2 separate regions of the Zea mays genome follow, and region 1 is linked to region 2. A link is a contact called in public Hi-C data. All regions are on one chromosome and are shown on one strand. The core of a region is the stretch at or near the end of the contact, and the rest is flanking DNA. Distances in the headings are between cores, read along the strand shown. Region 1 holds the start of LOC103632915. Region 2 holds the start of LOC100281504.

The links. A called contact is a pair of places that touch in the nucleus more often than the background predicts.
Region 1: a contact with region 2 is called in a Hi-C map of ear, with 2.5 times the contacts expected there. The contact joins the promoter of LOC103632915 here to the promoter of LOC100281504 in region 2. A contact is called at or near these places in 4 of 25 Hi-C or Micro-C datasets (ear, leaf and tassel).

What each region holds. Positions count from the first base shown.
Region 1 is chr7:136,203,082-136,205,781 of Zm-B73-REFERENCE-NAM-5.0, reverse strand. It overlaps LOC103632915, which reads right to left and starts at 1,401. Exons shown (of 7, transcript XM_008654625.2): 1 at 1,011-1,401; 2 at 837-944; 3 at 458-738; 4 at 1-338. The coding sequence starts at 1,188.
Region 2 is chr7:136,037,529-136,040,312 of Zm-B73-REFERENCE-NAM-5.0, reverse strand. LOC100281504 reads left to right here and starts at 1,456. Exons shown (of 7, transcript NM_001368021.1): 1 at 1,456-1,802. The coding sequence starts at 1,543.

The DNA of each region.
Region 1 (2,700 bases), core at 152-2,651, 170 kb before region 2:
GTTGGTCTAGCGTGGAGAGCAACCTGCACTGCCGGGTCATTGAGGTAGGAATAGGTGTAGTGGTAGCTGCACGGATCAGGTAACTGTGCACTGGTGGGGTAGTACGACCCGCCGTTGGCCGCGTCAACACAGACGGGAGCGTATATGTTGTAGTAATCAAGCTGCCCCGCGTCCACCGCCTGCACGGCGCCATCGCACGCGCCCACGTCCGAGTCCGAGTCGTCGTCGCAGTGCCTGGTTATGTTGGCGAACACCTCGTCCGACATCAACCCGTGGCTCCAGTAGTAGTCAACCTGGCCCTTGAAGTTCATGCGCCAGTCCAGGAGTGGGTTCCCAACCTAAAAATTAAACGCATGCATGCATGCATGCATGCATGTAGATTTATAATAATTAAGTATAGTAAGAAGATTAAACATCATCGATCAGCTATAGCAGCTGGTGTGTGTGTAGTGTGTACCAAGATGCCCCGCAGGTTTATTATGGCCGTCTTGGCGTCGTCGTAGGAATTCTGGATGAGGATGGTGGCGGCGAGCTCGGGCACGTAATGGCCGGCGTAGCTCTCCCCGGAGATGTAGAACGGCCGGCTCTTGTACTCCGGGAAGCGCTCCAGCCAGTTCACCAGGAACAGGTACGCGTCGTCCGCTGCCCTCTGGTCTCCGCTGAGGTCGTAGTCGGAGGATGTGTTGGAGTAGGAGAACCCAACACCCGCCGGCGATTCCAGGAAGATCACGTTAGCCACTACATGCACAACGACTTGCCAACTTGAGCACAACAAAAGTGATCGAAGCAGACTCTCGCGTACTATACGGCGTATATACTACATGGTACATGCATACCGTTGTTCCAAGCATTCTTGTTTCTGCTCAGCGTCTTGTTGTCGCTGTTTACGCGGAACGGGCCGAGCTCTTGCATCGCTCCGATGCCAAACGACGAGCATCCCGGCCCTGTGGACAGTTAATTAATTATTTAATTATACCAAGTTAATTGCTGTTAATCCCTCCTCTCCCTACCTCCGTTGAGCCACAGGAGGAGCGGCTTGGACGCGGCACCCCGCGGCGCCTCCGCCAAGTAGTAGAAGAGCGCCCGGCCGTTCTTCTCGTCGACGGTCACGTACCCGCTGTACTGGTCGAAGTCGACGCCGCCGTCCGGTTGCCCCGGCAGCGCAGCGATCTTGTCGCCCGCCTTCATCAGCGCGCTCTGCTCGCTGCCGGAGTACCCGCCTGCTCTCAGGAGGCCGCCGACGACGTTATTACTCACCTTAAACGCGCCCTTGTCGTCGATACGACTACGAGTACTGCTGTCCCGCCTGGACCGGATGAATTTCTTCAGCTGATCCCCCTCTTGGGACGCGTCTGCGCGCAAATGCAACTGCAACTGCAGTGCAGCGGCGCAGACGATGAGCAGCGAGACGTACAAGAGGTTGTTGCTCCTCATCTTTAGGTAGTACGGCGTGATGAGATCGATGTCTGTCTGTGCGTGATTTACGTACAGCTCCCTTGGCATGCATGGGGTTTATATATAGGGTCCCTGGTGAAGGGAAGGGCCTCGAGAAGCTTTTCGAAATGGCAGTTATTTTGGATTCTTCATTGGCTACGTTTCGAGTGCAAACGAACAGCGGAAGATGGCAATGGTTTCCATGGGAAAGGACATGCTCTTGCCGGCATTATTTTTCTCCTTCTTCTCTTCTCTTGATCGGGTGCTGCCGTCTACTGATCGAGCACTCTCTTATATTAACAAACAAAAGCAAGCGGGGCCGTTAGGATTTCTTGTTGTAGTGTAGTCTTTGGTCCATCCGAACAGACCAGCGGAAGATGGCAATGATTTCTTGTTGTAGTGTAGTCTACTGAGCACTCTCTTATTAACAAAAGGATGCATGGTGGTTTGGGAGGTAACCCATGGCGATTTGCATATGTTCGCGGAGGCCACCAGATGTATGATTAATGGCGAGAGAGCAGAGCATCCGTTTCAAAACTGTACGAGACCCATGGCACAAGCAACATATATACATGGCCAATATTTGCGCCGTTTGTTTTCTTCCGAACGTAGCTGCGTAGAATGTCACACTTGGGAATCAATACTTTTGTTTCACATATTCACAGGGCTGTGGTTACAGAGTAATTTCAAATAGCGCAGCCAACATATAGATGCTTTCAAATTTAGGCTTTCAGTCTATAATAATATGCTCGACCTACCGCAACAGACCCGCACCCCATTACCTAGTTTTTAGTTTAATCTTCAGTTTGCATTTATTGGCTCATATTTGGTAAGGGTTGAATTGCTTTAGGTGTGTTGACATAAATCACCAAAAAAATGGGAGATTGAAAGATAAATGTGTCGTTTGTCCATTTCTAGATGTTTTGGTGATTAAATGCCTCAACACACCGCTTTAAACTAACACTCTCTATATAAGCATGAGCAGAGATTCATAAAATGCAAATCGAAAACAACACATCCAAATGAGTTGAATTGGAGGGCCAAAAGTTTAACTTTGAGCAAATCATCATAAACACAAGGTTTAAGCGTTTGGATAAGTTGCACATACCCTCATTTTTGTTTCTAGCACTTTGTTTTGGCTATTAACTAAGTTTTGCAAAGAAAGTGTGAAAGTCGCCTAGAGGGGGGTGAATAGACGAAACCTAAAATCTATAACTTTAAACACGCACTAGAAGCCAGGGGTTAAGCGTTAGAATTAAACTCAAG
Region 2 (2,784 bases), core at 207-2,706:
GTCCAAGGGTCTTTTGCCTTGACTTATATGGTGGGATTTATTCCACTTAACTTGAGAAGTCAAGAAATGGACAAGGGCGTGCCACACGCGCGCGCGCGCTGCCGCCGCCGCCGGCCGGGCCGGGCCGGGCGTGGCGTGGCGAGGCAGGCAGGCAGGCAGGCAGGCAGGCAGGCAAGCAGGCGAGCGGGCGTGGTGTGGTTGTGTTAATTTTTAGCACTCACTAACCGCGTACGTCAGCCGAGTGACCCTGTCTCTTCGTCAGCCAGCCGAGTGACCCTTCTCCTTCAGCTGCCGACTCATGGCGTGACTCGGCGAGAGCTGGCCGACTCATGGCATAACTCGGCTAGAGCTGGCCGACTCTTGGCGTGACTCGGCGACCTTTCTCCTTCAGCTTCCCTCTGCGAGAGGTTAAATAGAGGAGCACCCCTGTCACTCGGTACACAAGAGAAAACACTTTCAGAACACAGTCCAGCAGCCGAGTGAGGGTATTTCCATCTCGTGACTCTGCGCGCACAGAGAAGCGAGAGGGCAGGTGCCTCCGGAGCCCTTGCCGTTCGAGACCTTGCACGAGGGATCGGCAATTAGGTTTTTGGGGAGCGTCTACGCGACTGCCCAAAGTCTTCCTCCTGCTGACATGACAAGTGAAGTTGGACAAGGATCTAGATCCTCGGAGCGCATGGGAGGGTATGATCAATTCATCTCCTTACTGTTTTTCATTCTGCAAATTATATATGTTCATACCTGCTGTTTTATTTATAGCCGTAAATTTATTCAATCTGTTTTGTCGTATTATATCATAACATGTCTGATGCCTGATCATACTAGTAATATGATAAATCTGTTTGTCTTAATTTTACAGTCATGCTGTTTATGTTGCTATCTGTTTATTTTCAGTTGTTCCATAATAATACATGTTTCATGTTTATATGCTTATTATATTTATATGATTCATATGTTTCATGTTCTCTTGATCCATATTGTTATGGATATATTTGAGATAATGATTTCTATGATTAAACATATTTTATATGTCATCATCATAATGTTAATTTATGGAATTAAAATAATACGGAAAATGCCTATATTTCTAACAAAATATGGTATTAGAAAGTACATATTGTATTAATATTTACTATAAGTTTCAGCAGATTGAGATTGTATACTCTAGATAACGATGTTTACTGTCTTCAACATATCATGTACATGATCATATAAAATACTATACTATTCTACATAATAAATAATTATAAACAGTAGAGTTTGAAATAGAAAATCGGTGAAGACAGCCTTACGCTGACACTGTCACTTACACTGAACACCTCAGTGCACGTGCCGTCTCTGCAACGATTAGCTGCATCGGTCGCTAGCCGCCCCTGTCGGCGTACGTATCGGCAGCGAGCCAATGACACACGATCCATCGGCTTTATATACGCCACCCGCTGCTGCTCTCCGGTCCTCGGCTCATCAGTATTATTATTATTATTATTATTCGGCTCCTGCTCATCAGCTGCAGCAGTCGTGCTCCGGACCGGAGAAGTCGAAATGGAGGAGAGGCTGTTCGCCACGGAGAAGCACGGTGGCCGGGCGCTCTACAGGCTCCACGCCGTCACGGTGTTCCTGGGGATATGCCTGCTGCTCTGCTACAGGGCGACGCACGTCCCGGCTGCCGGCTCCGGCGGCAGGGCGGCGTGGCTGGGGATGCTCGCGGCGGAGCTCTGGTTCGGCTTCTACTGGGTCATCACGCAGTCCGTGCGCTGGTGCCCCATCCGCCGCCGCACCTTCCACGACAGGCTCGCCGCCAGGTCTGTGACTTGACCTTCTTCGTGTGCATGCACATATACAAACTATTTTGCTTGTTGCACGTCCAGTCATTTTTCAAAGGAAGGCTAATATGAGTTAATAATGAGGCTAACTGGTGGTCATAGTCCACTAACTCTCTCTATATATTAGCTTAATACATGTAAGTATCACACGGTCACACACCCCTATAAGTACATAGAAACTAGCAGTTCCAACAACATCTTATGTTACAAATGTTTATATAAAAAAATATAGGACACACTATAAAGTGACCTAAATACACCACACCTCATATTAATGTCATATTCATATTTTCTATATCATTATCAACATTTTTCTTTTCTAATAATGCAATTTACTTTCTTAAATACATGATATAGAGCTTAACGATTGGAGCTCAATTTATTTTCAGTGCCCTGAACACTTTAAATGATGTAGTATTTTAATTTTTGGGAAATTATTTTTGAGACACCTATTTGGAGATGATCTGCACATACACTCTCGTTTCTTGAGGGTTTAAACCCATGACTCTTATACTCCCTCCATTCCATATTAAAATTCGTTTTAGTTAATTAATCGGTTTATACAATATTTAGTATATATATGTTTAAATCTATCTTCAAATATTTGAATATGGACATAAAAATTAAGAGCTAAACTAACTACGAATGGATGAGTATATATTACTAAAAAATGAATTCCAAACGATGGTCGTTCACAAGGTGAGCCGTTTCTATACATGAGCTGGGTTCGGAATGTGGACTGTGGAAGCTAGAAGTTGCGACAGCCGATAGGCTGTGGGGGCAAACAAATCTAAGTATGAAACCGTGCGTGCTACAGACTGCAGACCACAGGCACGCAGGAGGAGCAGATAAGATAGACTCGTGCAGTGGCGATGCATCAGCTGATTGGGGGGTCCATTCAGGTCCTTCTGCAGCATATATAAGCGCCGCGTGCAGCCAAATTAAAACGATGGATATGGCA